Regions from separate parts of the Zea mays genome. Here all the other regions are linked to region 3. A link is a contact called in public Hi-C data. All regions are on one chromosome and are shown on one strand. Each heading gives the region's core, a stretch centred on a gene start, on an enhancer-like site or on the middle of the called end of the contact. The rest is flanking DNA. Distances are from core to core; before and after follow the strand shown.

Region 1 (4,361 bases), core at 368-2,867, 230 kb before region 3:
CCTAGCTAGCTCAGGCTACGGGGAACAAGACCGTCGTCCCATCTGGCTCGCCCTGGTAAACAAATAATGATGGCGCCCCGCGTGCCCCATAACGACGGCGGCGCTCAGCCCCTTACGGAAGCAAGGAGACGTCAGCAAGGATTCGACAGCCCCGACAACTGTCCTTCCGCAGGGCTCCAGCTATTATCCGACGGCCACGACATCACATGAACAGGGTGCCAAAACCTCTCCGACTGCCACGACGGCATGTACTTAGGGCTCTAGCTCCTCTCTGCTAGACACGTTAGCACACTGCTACACCCCCCATTGTACACCTGTACCTTCTCCTTACGCCTATAAAAGGAAGGTCCAGGGCTCTCGTACGAGAAGGTTGGCCGCGCGGGGGGACGGGCCGACGCGTAAGGCTCTCCCACGCGAACGCTTGTAACCCCCTACTGCAAGCGCACCCGACCTGGGCGCAGGGCAACACGAAAGCCGCGGGTTTCCCCTTTGCTTGTTTCTTTCCCCCTTCGTGCTCCGTCTCGCGCCGACCCATCTGGGCTGGGACACGCGGCGACAATTTACTCGTCGGTCCAGGGACCCCCCGGGGTCGAAACGCCGACAAGCATGGTCTAACATGACCCATTTGTGGACCGACCTTACTCGCCCTAATCTAACCCACCTTATATACAAGTATGACCAACTCGGTCCTCACTTTCGAGCTCTGTTAAAAAGACATAAAAAACAACAATAAAAATTAGGGAAAATTAAATTACTTTTGAGCTAGGTTACAAGATAGGCCCTGGGCCGCCTAGCACGACACGACCCGTTTAAAATTAGTCGGATCATGCTTGTGTTCAGACTTTCGGCCTACCAGAACGACACAATCCACTATTTATCTGTGTCGTGTCTTGGTCCGATTAAATTGATACGGTCTATGATAGATTACTTATATGTTAACCTCCCATTGTTTTTTTAAACTGAGAAGCCAGCCCATTGTTAAAGAATAATCAAATATAAATTGTCAGCCCAACCCGGTGCTACCAAAGTCTTCGGCTGCTTCGTTTCTCGTTTATGGGCCTAATTAATAAACAATTAAAAGTGAAGATGGGCCACTTCAAAGTACAAGACATTGGGCTCCTTTGCCATGGTTTTAGATTCCTAGATCTAAATCGAATCATCTAAAGTAACCGTCCGTTTAGCTAGCTCGCTAGATTCTTGAAACTAGAACAAGAAAAACTAGGTTTTAGGTGTTACCGATCAGTGGTATCCGCGCAGACAGACGGCTATGAGAACGAGGAGGGAGGGAGTATCCGTGGTTGAGTGAGGCTCGTCGACGCGACGGTGCCCAAGCTCTCGTTTTCACGTTTTGGCCTGGCTCTGCCACTGGACGACGACAGGGCGTGAGAGCAGCACAGGAATGAGATGGCGAGCTCGACAAAAATGCCTAGCGGTCTCAACGGGATGGCAATTGGATGGAGTTTTAACCGCAGTTTTTCTATTATTTGTCGAGAATAGTTCATTTAGTTAGACTCTTGGAGTTGCTTTAGCTAACTTTTAAACTCTATAAGACTATAGGCCTGTTTAGAGAGGAGCCTACGGCGCCGCAGCCCGCCACACCTGCGGCGCCGGCCGATTTGGGCGCCACACCCGCGGCAGCCGGAGTGTGGCGTGGTGTGGCGCTCGAGCCAGCCCACCAAACAAGCCCTATAACTCTAACGACGTGAGGTGTGCTCGCGAGGCCTGTGACAGTAGTTTGCGCTTAGGAGATAAACGGCTTGTTTTACTTGTTGAATGAACCTAACGCTCAAATCGGTCGAACACAACACTCACCTGCACGATCTAGCTAGCCAGGTAATTAGGGCAATTTAAATTTGCCGCAGGTTCAGCAGGTCACACACACACTAGAGACTGCAACTCACAATTACTACAGACAGTGGAAGTGGAAGGAGCAACGCTCTCAGATGAGCGCAGCGGAGCAGAGCAAGAGCCAAGAGCAATCAAACGGGCCAGAAAACCGTGGCGCCGTCCGCGACCGGCAAGAGCAATCAAACCTGCGGCCGCGAGCATTTCACGTACAGACGCGAGCTCTGGAGCAGCGAGGAGCGTACTACCTCAGTACCTCCGTGTCTGGTGTCAAAGGCGAAGACGCTCGGCGTACTACAACACAGTGATCGATGGAAACATGCCCCTAGCTAATTCCCTAGTCGTACGGCGCGCGGCATGACCACCATTCCTGCAGCCAGGTTCCTGTTTCGGCAGGGGCGCACGAAGCTGCGAACCGCAACCGCAACTTCCAGTCTTCCACTCCCGTACCAAGAGCCAACGGTTTCCCAGGGTTGACCGGACCAGAGGCATCAGCGTCATGCAGCCATGTGAGCTACCGGTACACCGTACCGGAGTTGTAGTCGTCTCGAGAAACCCGCTGCGTCGAGTTTGAGAACCTCAGGGTCTGGTTCACGAAATATAACGTAAATAGTAATAGTAATGATTTATACTCGAATATTAGTAAATTTGAACAAGCCAATATTAGTTTATAGTTTAGTATCTCATTACGATTAGATTTAAACAAACATGTGACCACAGACAGTGGCTCTCAGTTTCAGTCCCGGAGACGGACGTCGAGTAGCAGCTAGCTAGCGCAGCATGCAGGGAGAGACGATGGATGACGACGACGCCCAGCGCCCCCCTACCTGTCACCTGTGTTTCTTTTGAGCCATTATTTCAGTTGCCGCCGGTAGGAAAATACACCGTGGGCTGCTGACGCGACCTTGGCACAAAGAACACGCCAGCTGCTCTGCTCGTCGTCGTCGAGCTCGATCGTGTCAGCTGATAGCTCCGCTGTGTCGTTTACGTCCGCGCCACGCGCGCGCTCGCTGCCTCCTGGCTCCTGGCGCTGCTCCTCGTCTTCCTTTCCCCATCCGCAGATGCGCTTTTGCCGCGACCGTTTGCGCATGCAGTGCAGGGATCATGGGGTTCATTCATGGCGCGGTTAATTTACCACGTACGTCACGTAATAAGAGCATGCATGCATGCAGTTGGGAACCAACAAGAACAAGCTAGGGGACACAGGTATCTGTGGGATCGTGACTCATATACTGCTCATATATATGCTGAATTCAAACCTCGCAAATTCCCTTTTGGATTTAATAAAGAAACTAGACAATATATTGTAGTAGTTTTCCTGTTGTGTAATGTCCATCTACTCACAGAGTGGCCGTTGTGACCATCAAACGTAACGGTTTGAACATTGGATCATTGATATCGTCTAACTTTTTATTATTATTATAATTTCAAAGGCCGTGCTGATACATTTCTCTTCCCGAGAACATATCCACTACGTGCCTACGTGCACATGAGTGTTTGGTATACATGAACTAACAAAGTTTACAAAAATATCTGAAAAAAATTCATACATATTCTTTCAATCTTACTCCAATTATATACAAAATTTTAAGTTAAAAATTCATTATACTTTAGCCATAATAAAAAAAGATAAAATTTCTGATAAGTTTAAATTATAAAATCGTCTAAAATATTATCTTTTTTTATAACTAAAATATAACGATTTTGAACTTGAAACTTTGTATATAATAGGAGTAGGATGAAAATAATATGTATGATTTTTCCAGATTTTTTGGTAAATTTTATTAGTTCATGTGCACCAAATACTCATGTGCACCGGATGTGTTCCGTTCTCTTTAATATGGTATCATAAGTTCTATGGGAAGTAGGAAAACAAAGCATCTGACCCATGCATTAGCTCACGTCCTAAAGGATAGGGTACAAGACAACGTATTCTTTATGAGCAAAGGATGAAGTTCTAACCGGTACGTACGATATAATTAGTACTCGGATTGTAAGCCGATTAAGTCTATATCTCATAATTGATTTGTAACTTTAGCCCCTGCATGTATAAAGAGAGCTAGAAACCATTTGTAGTGAGTATCATGTAAGTATTCATGGCGGGAATCATGGAGGATCATGTGAAAAATGACCCTATCAGTGAGGATTTTATATCTTTCCAAGGCAAAAGCCTAGCAGCTAAGACAAAACATATGTGTTGCTCACAACATAACAGGGGCGAAAGAGTGGCACCAACGAACAATAAGAGGAAGACTAAAACAAGATGTCTCGGAAGACGAGCAAACATCCTCTAAGAAATTGCTCAACAAATATGTGACTTGGTCTAATAGATCTATGTCAACAAATGAATGAGAAATGTGACGTTTGAACTCACATCAATGATGCTCGAAGACAATAGGAAGAGGCAGAACGAAAGAGGTAAGAAGAGTGGGACAGAGAATATGACCCTATTGGTCAAATAGAGGATCACAACAGATCTATATTAGTCTCCTTGGGGTATCTCCCTTGCGATCACC
Region 2 (4,094 bases), core at 760-3,259, 200 kb after region 3:
TATTAACAGTGTTACACCAACCTTCATAAACTCAGCTTTGCCTTTCTCACGACGCTTTTCATCTGTTGGCATAAAAAACATTCCAACAGCATACTCGCCTGGTGGGGGTAGCTCAAACCCAGCATCCTTTGCGACCTACAAGAACACAAAAACAATTGAATAACTGTTGAAAAGAACAAATCTGTTCTTCTATTTTTTTTTGTTGCAAAGAAACTCACCTCTTTGAAGAAGTCATGTGGTAGAGCGACCATGATGCCGGCACCATCTCCTGTATTCTTCTCGCAGCCGCAGGCACCACGGTGAGCCATTCTCTCAAGCATCTCAATAGCATCATTAACCTGGGGTAAAAAGGAGAGCAAAATCGGCATCCCGAACATGATACATCAAAATAGTGTAGCTACAATGCATGTGGCATCGCCTCTTTGAACTTTGAAGGAATCGATGTAACTCACAGTCTCGCGTTTGTAATCGCCAGATAGCTCAGCGACAAACCCAACGCCGCAAGCGTCACGCTCGAATGAGGAATCGTAGAGCCCAATGCTGCTGTTCGGGAGCTTTGAGAGCGGCCTCACCACCTCGGCGTCGCGTGCCGCCGCGTGGGGCGCCCGCGGAGCGACGCGCTCCTCGGTGCGGTGCACGCGGCCAAGGAATCCGCTGCCCTCGAGGGAAACGCCACCGTAGGCTTGCCAGCCCGAACGGTACGGCGCCGCCACGGGGCGGCCGCGTCGGGCCCAACGACCTGCGCCCAGCGGCGCCGACCTCAACGCTGTCCCTTGCGCCGTCGACATGGCTGAACAGCAAGCCTCGCAACCTGTCATGCAACAGTCAAACAACGACGAACATCAGATGGTGTTCGCTTAGCTGTTCATCGATCTACAACACCACGCGGGGGAAAAGGGAACCAGAAATGCGTGAAAAAACATATTTAAAAAGCACCCGAAAAAACAAGCAGAAAGCTCAAGGCTGTCCCCTTCGGGCTTCGGCCCTTCCCTACGCCCACATGTCAACACCATAGGCATCCAGAAAAGAGCGTGCGACCCACTCCGCAGCGTAACAGAGCACTCCCGAAAAGAATTACGAAGAAAACGCCTCAGCGGCGGAAACACACGCAGGGATGAACAGATCTACCAACCCCACGCACGGCGGTGCGGATTCCTCCGCCGCCGCCGCGACACAGCAGATTCACGAAGCAGCGCACGGACGGACGCAGAATCAAACATCAACGGATCGAAATAAATAAAAGCAACGAGACGGCCGCGTATGCCACCAACCACGCACGCACGCTACAGCCGAACCAAACCGCCAAGTTGCCAAATCCCGTCGGCTTTTTTTAGCGTCTCGCGGGTCACGGCAAGAGGGTGCAGCGAGCGGATACCTCTCTCTCCGTCTAGCCGCACGGAACCGGTGGCTGCGGGCTCACGACCGCGTTGTGGCTCCGCCCTTTTCTCCGCCGCTACCTTCGCGACTCACGCCCGGGGATCGGTGTCTTAGATTTTGGCTGCTCACTTCCCCACGCTTATCCCCGGCGGCGGCTCGGCGAGGAGGGGATCGGTGTTGTGGGTTGGTGGGAGCGGAGTGCCGCCTCTGTCGCGGCCTCGCGGGATGCCCTGCCTGCCGAGCGTCGCTCGCCTTCCTTGACCTCTCCCCCGGATTGTACAGGGCGTTGGGGAGCATTCGGCGCCTCTGCATTTATAGAGGGGAGGAGCGAGGGAGGGTGGCGGTGAGCTCGCCCTCACCGCGCCTAGCTGCCAACCCCGCTCTCCTCGTCTCGCGTGGCGTCCCCACGCACGCATACGGCCCCACTGATTATATTTTCGCCCCCAATCTTCTCACAAATTTTGTTTCCCTTTTTTTGGTTTTCTCTGTTTATTTGGTTATTTTAAGAGTTTTGTTGTTGTTAGGTGAGGCTATCTCAGCCATATTTCGTATGGGTCCCTACAAGAAACAGGATTCCGTTGTACCCCTTGCCTGTATGGTGCTTTTTTGGTGTACAAAAATGGAAACGTGTTAGCAAATCATACTAAATAGATAGCATTTGTCTGAATATCTTTCCGGCGGAACACATTTACTGTGACATATTCTGCATACGATTTTAATAATTAATTTAGTGAATGGTGTTCTTGCTTAGCGATTTATTTGCCGGTCAATATTATATATCCAACTAATTCTTTGTCTATCAACTAGTTGCAAGAACTCGTACAAATGAACCATACTTGAAATAACTACTTCGTGTCAATGAAATCTCAGTGTCAATGTGTAAGGTGATGTGTATGCATCCATGCAAATAGTTAGATATTTTTTAGTTTGAGTAAAGTTCAAGGTCTCTTCATTTCGCAACTTTCCCCCTCTATACCCTATATACATTATGTACACTATTGAAGTTTCCTCACTTGTGGTCCCTTTTGATTTGGCAAAACATGTCGCCTCTCTCACAATGAACACGAGAACCAAAAAAGAAGAGGCATCCTAGAAAAAGGTTAGAGGAAGAGCAATAAGAGGATCCCAAACTTATCACCTCTTAGTTGGCACTATTGAGGAAAGGAGGATACAACATCGCATTCTATCTTATTGCACAAATCACGCGTGAGTGTGACGTGGACGGCATGTATCCTCTAGTGATACGCATCTTATGCGTGAAGGGAAGGCGATGACACGACAAAAATCCCCGCTTACACGAGGTGAGCAATTGCACCGCCGCCTAATTCATAGGTTAATTCCCTTTTTTCTTCTCATTGCACTAATTCCTACTTAAGCTCATCTTTTGCATTGGCATAGATAACTGAGAGGTACATCTATATTTTTTTGAAATATTTCACGCATTTTTTTATATTTGCAAACATGAGACAGACCATCGGAGAAGCAAATAGTATAGGAACATTAGATATGTTCTTGCATTCTTGTGATGTGTTTCACTTGAACAAACTGATAAACAATTAAAAAAATTTATTTACACGCACGGGACATTTTTAAAACCTGTTTCAAGAAGTGGGGTTTGTTATGTGAAACCAATACACTTCTACACAAAAAAACAAGGGACATGAAGATCGATCTTTATTCAAGTATATAAATCACTAGGGTTAATAAAAAAAACTACCATGCAATCTTTCGGATTAGACAAATAATATAAGAAACTATGGACACTAGAAGCCAAAATTGACGAACGTCGGAAACAAAGGGAGTATAGTAGAGGGAGGGAGTACGGGAGGTGAAATGCCTTCGAAAGAATCTTTTTGGCCTGAAATATAAAATCAGGAGACGGTTACAATTTTGCACTCTTCCGTCTGCATTTAGCGGCAGTGCGGGCCCACGGCCAGATCAGACACGACGGGGACTCGTGCTGTCCACAGTCGCTGCCTAGCATACTGTTGTTAGCAAAAACAGCAGCCGCCCGATGTATGTGGGGCCCAGGATCCGACGGCTGCGGTCCGGCCGTCGCGCCGCCGTCGATGCGGAGAGCCACAGCCGCTTTGGAGATCACCACGCCCCTTGTTTGCCGCCCTTATCTTGTGTGCTTATTTTATTTTATTTATTTATTTAACACTATCTGTACAGTGCATGGATTTTGATTAATTAAACGCCCGAATTCGAAACCGCTTGTTTTTATCCGACGCTAGTGGCCTACTCCGTCACTGCCCCAAGCTCAGAGCCAGAGGGGCAGGCCTAGGAAGCCGCGCACGCACCCGGATTCAAAAAGCGGGCAGGGGGCCTCCGCGGGCCCCACGTGTCTGGGGAAGGTAGGTGCTTTCTGGGGGAGAGTTTCTTCTACACGTGGTCTTCCTCGCGATGGCCGAGCCCTGTAGATTCCAGATACCTGACCAAAAATGCTAAGCGCCCACATGGGAGCTCCAAAGCCCCAAAATTGCGCGGTTGTCCAGCTGAGCAAGCCTCTAATTGTACTATTGCATCATGATAGTCACATTTAGCATGGTACGTAATTAACTCATCCTGAATAATGCTCAAGTACTTTTGTTTAGTTCTGGTTGAAGTTGCAAGTCGATTTATCTGTTATATTTTTTTGAACATTATAAATTTTCCAGTGTTAAGCGTCCTGGTTTTTTCTAAAAAAAACTCAGAAATTTACCCAACCACAATGC
Region 3 (4,532 bases), core at 460-2,959:
AAAAGTACAGAACGCGCAAGCAGTTATTTGTTGAGCCAGTGGAACAGTGGTGTAGTATAGTGGAGCCAGTGGAACGAAGAGCCATGAGGAGCACACTTACGCAGCCCACTGCATTCTTGACGAGCTTGATGTCGTCCAGGCTGAGCGTGCGGTTCACGAAGCGCCTGGGCTGGAACTCGGTGCCCTCCTTGCCCTTGAGCACCGTGGGCGCGTCGCCCAGCAGCGACGCCGCCGTCGCGACGAAGCATGCCACGTCCACCGCCGTGCGCCACGCCAGCACGAGCAAGGACAGGAGCCACGCGGCCAGCGCCGCCAGCGCGCCCGCGGGCCGCCGCACAGCGTGGACGGGGCCCGCGCGCCGGGCCGGCGGGAGGGAAGGGAGCGCGCCCGGGTCGGCGGCGCTGCGGGTGCAGGCCATGAAGAGGGAGAGCATGGAGACGCCGTCGCCGACGGAGTGGTGCGCGCGGAGCGCCAGCGCCGCCGCGGCGTCGGCGGTGGGGAAGTCCAGGACGTGGACCTCCCACAGCGGCCGGGAGTGCGCCATGGGCCGCGTCGACAGGGACGACACGTAGTCCTCCAGCGCCTTGTCCGGGTCGGCCGACGTGGTGGCGGGGTTCAGCTCGGGGACGATGATGTGGTCGTCCACGTTCACCGCTGTCCGTATCCACTTCGGTCTGGCGTCCTTCTCATTTACCACCTGCAACGCAACCATTTGTGGTGTAGTGGTTCTCGCTCCAAAACAACCAAGAAGCAACGAAGAACAAAAAAAAACATATGCCCAATCATGTTGCGAACTCCCATACAAGTTTAGGGTGTTTGGTTGAGAAGTGGAGAATAATAGAGCGGTCATATCTTTTTTTTAGACATTTGATTTCTAACAAATACCAAAGCTTATTTTGTTATTAAATCCAGTTCAATTGCATCGCCTCCGATACCTATATATATAAATGGCAAACAGGTCCTAAGATCATTTAGTTGAAGGAATCGGTGCACGCATCCCATTTTCGGCCCTTTTCTACCGTTCCTTTTCACGGGCTGCGTTGTACTACCGTCTAACACCAGTTCTTCCTCGTTCATTCATGACAACCACGTAGAGCGCACGAAACCGTGAACGGGAGTGGATGGTGACACCGTACGTACCTGGACGCTGCAGAAGCGAGGGTGGCGCGCGAGCGTGGCGGCGACCCCGGCCCGCAGCGCCGGCAGGTCCACCGGCGCGCCGAGGCCGAACACGGACACGATGTGGCAGCGGAAGTTCGGCTCCCGGAACAGCCGCCCCGTCGGGCTCACCGGCTCCTCCTCGATGGCCGCCACAACCCCGGCGGCCTGCTTGCTCCCGAGCTCAATCGCCGCCGCCGTCGACGACGCTGTGTTCACGGACAGCGGCCGCTTCCGCAGCAGCGTGGCGCTGCCGGTGCCGGCACCGCTTCCATCCATCGGCGCCGCGTGAGCGCGTGCGTTCCTCCTCGGACGTGGACGACTCGGCGCGGCGGCGTATACCCTCCTTGAGGCTTGAGTTCTTTTTTCGCGCACTGAGGTTCTCTTCTCTCCAACCAGTCTCCTATGCTGACTGCTAGATTAGCTAGTTAGCAGTGGCGTCCGTGCACGTGCAGGGGAAGTAGTAAGAAAAGAAAACCGAGCGCGCTCTCTCGCTTGCGACTTGCCCACTGCATGCGCTCGGTTCCGTGCGAGCCTAGCCACTGGGTGTGGTCTGCGTGGGGCGGGTGGAATAGTCCACCGGGGCGGCCGCGACGGCGCGACCTGCGGCTGCGGGTAATTCTTGCGCGGCGTGCTGCGGCTGAATGCACGGCCAGACACGTGGATGGCTCGCTGCCTCGGGCCATCGATGGTCGCAGCCTCTGCCTTGAAGTCTTATTATTTAGGCGGCACTCTTCTACAGCGTTGTGTGATGACGCCAGCTTCCTCGCTACAAAAATATGGATATAAAATTCATCATAGACTAACTTCACCAGGGAATCTAGAATCCAGCAGAAAACTATTTAGATAACATGATCCATACAACGATATCTATACTATACTTAAAAGCACCAGTTTCAACGGTCGTCGTGCGTCATTTTTTACAAATAACTCCTCACAGCTATTTCAAATTAATTCGATGCATGTCTATAGATGTCAAACGACACCCGACACGGGCTAGATGCACGCGGGCCACAACTATGGCACGGCACGTCATGTCGGCCTGCTAACTGTGTCGGGCCAGCCCGTTAGCCCGTCGATCCATTTAATTAAATCAGCGTAACGACGCCCGACACGGGCTAGATGCACGCGGGCCACAGCTATGGCACAGGCACGTCATGCCGGTCTGTTAACTGTGTCGGGCCAGCCCGTCGATCCATTTAATTAAATCAGCGTAAAATGTTAAAAAACGGTGCAAAGGTGGGGTTCAAACCCATGCCCTGATGGAAGAAGGGCAGGAGACACTGGGTGAAACTGTCTAACCAGTAGAACATCACGCTAAAATGTTTTTAATATTGAATATAAATTGTATATAGGTATATACGTTTTTTTTGTAAAATAAAAAAATAATCGTGTCGGACCGGGCCAACACTACGGGCCGACTGAGACCACATTGGCGCAATGGACTATATGGTGTTTGAGGTTGCCGAATTGGATGGAGCAGCAATGATTTGTCACACTAACATCAAAATGAAAGGTTATTTGTTGGTTTTAAACGTTAGTAATTGCTACGAAGTAACGTAATTTATATAGAGCGCATCCAGTTTTTATTGATGTCTGACTTTAGCAATCACTCCATATTTTGATCTATCTTTTTTATAAGTTTGACTTCATAGGACTTATTTTATAAACTTGATCTCACAAACTTTCTCTTATTTGATCTCTGTATGATGAAATTATGTCATTTTATAATCTCTGTTCATTCAGTCAATCGTTGTAAACTCTCTTTAATCACTCACTTTATTAGCCGTGTTGTACCAAGACATATTTGCATGGAGTAAACAATAACATCAGTTAGCCAAATCAAAAAATATATTATACAGAGAGCTAGAGAGCGGAGACCATCAATAAAAAATCTTGAAATTTTTTTGATGGATAATTTACGTGGGTATTATTGTAAGCCGTCGCAATGCACAGACAACCGACTAGTTTTAGTTTAAAGGCTAGTTTAGAAACTCTATTTTATTAAAAGTTTCCTATTTAGCCAAAAAAAATATAAACTAATTTTTCTTAGAAAAATAAAAATCTTTTAGAAAAATGGGTCTCCAAAGTCCAAACTAGCCCTAAATAGCTAGATTTACCCCATACCATACACCTACGTGATAGTATATGAAAAGAACCTTTCCCGATTTCTTCTTTCTCCGACTAGTTCTCATTCCAAACCTTGACAAACAGATCTACCTTTCCAGCAGGTAGCTTCAAGGGGATGTTTGTGTTCATGGTAAATTGGCAATAGTACCCCTAGCTTGCTAGCCTAGATAGTACCCTCCAAGGATAGTCGTACGTGAGCAAGGAGTGTTAGTAGGTCATATCCTTGGCCTTCTTCAAATAAAACTCCATCGTCCACCACACACGTTGTTGCGGCATGACCTCCCCTCCGGGAACAACTTGGGGTGTCTCTTGGGACTCTTCATCTCCAGGGATTACCTCCTCTTCCTGGGAATCCTATGGTGAAACCTCCCCTCCCCTCCCCTTCATCTTCTATGAGCACCCCTTTTTCTTTGCTCTCCACCCTGATGACGATCTCATTAGATAGCCCCTTGGTAGCAAGCCTTCCACAGGGACTCATGCGAGCAATCTGATGCTTGCAAGGCATCTATGAAAATTGATCAAGATTAAGGCAAGATAGAAGCAATTATTTTTGCAATAGCTTGAAGTAAGAAGCATAGAATTTTTAAGTAGCAAGGTTCAGATGGAAAGCATGAAGTGAAGTAAGAGCATCCTAGAATGACTAGTCCAGAAATCTCACCAGAACAAGAGAAAAAGAAGATAGGGTTCAATTGAGATATGAGTGTGTAATCTTACTTACCTTTGCACTCGTCGATCCAGCGTAAATATAGGTTATTACATATTTGCGATCTAAACCTCTGTAAATCTCTCGTGTGTGCTGGTAACTTAGCAGTACTCAACATTAGCATGTCTGTACCCTGCGTCCCTTGCTCTATCCTCCTTTTATCAATCCTCTAAAGTACCTAGATACCTTGGTGTCATTACACAACAACACTAACTTAATAATTATAACTAACTATTAACCAACTAAATACCGGCTAGCTAACTAACAAACTAATTAAAAGTTGCTAACTAAACTAAGTAACGACATTAGAGACAGGGCGTGAGTTTGGGGTGGCAGGGCAGCGAGAGGTTGGCCCGGTGGCCTAATATGTTGGATTAATGTGGGCTTGGCCCAAATTAATATTCAATAATAGTCAATGCTAATGGCCCACTTTAATGCTATGGTGTACTAATTATTTAGTACCATATTGGAAGTTCAAAGGACAAATCAATCAACTTAAATAGGTGGACCATTGGTGCATCTATTGAGAAGTTGAGAAAAG

The links. Hi-C and Micro-C count contacts between places; a contact is called where the count stands out from the background.
Region 1: a contact with region 3 is called in a Hi-C map of ear, with 2.5 times the contacts expected there. The contact joins the enhancer-like site here to the promoter of LOC103651350 in region 3. A contact is called at or near these places in 2 of 25 Hi-C or Micro-C datasets (ear and leaf).
Region 2: a contact with region 3 is called in a Hi-C map of tassel, with 1.9 times the contacts expected there. The contact joins the promoter of LOC103651348 here to the promoter of LOC103651350 in region 3. A contact is called at or near these places in 2 of 25 Hi-C or Micro-C datasets (bundle sheath and tassel).

What each region holds. Positions count from the first base shown.
Region 1 is chr3:214,338,342-214,342,702 of Zm-B73-REFERENCE-NAM-5.0, reverse strand. No RefSeq gene overlaps it. Among protein-coding and RNA genes, the nearest start is that of LOC103651353, 20 kb to the left of the region's middle. Within about 2 kb of position 1,617, at least 12 of the 20 cell types and tissues checked have an H3K27ac peak or open chromatin away from gene starts, as enhancers often do. A contact at or near this core is called in ear and leaf, where this site is marked.
Region 2 is chr3:213,904,380-213,908,473 of Zm-B73-REFERENCE-NAM-5.0, reverse strand. It overlaps LOC103651348 (glutamate synthase 1 [NADH], chloroplastic), which reads right to left and starts at 2,009. Exons shown (of 23, transcript XM_008676969.3): 1 at 1,376-2,009; 2 at 453-811; 3 at 219-338; 4 at 22-135. The coding sequence starts at 788.
Region 3 is chr3:214,108,470-214,113,001 of Zm-B73-REFERENCE-NAM-5.0, reverse strand. LOC103651350 (O-acyltransferase WSD1) reads right to left here and starts at 1,709. Exons shown (of 7, transcript XM_020550512.2): 1 at 1,141-1,709; 2 at 101-697. The coding sequence starts at 1,437.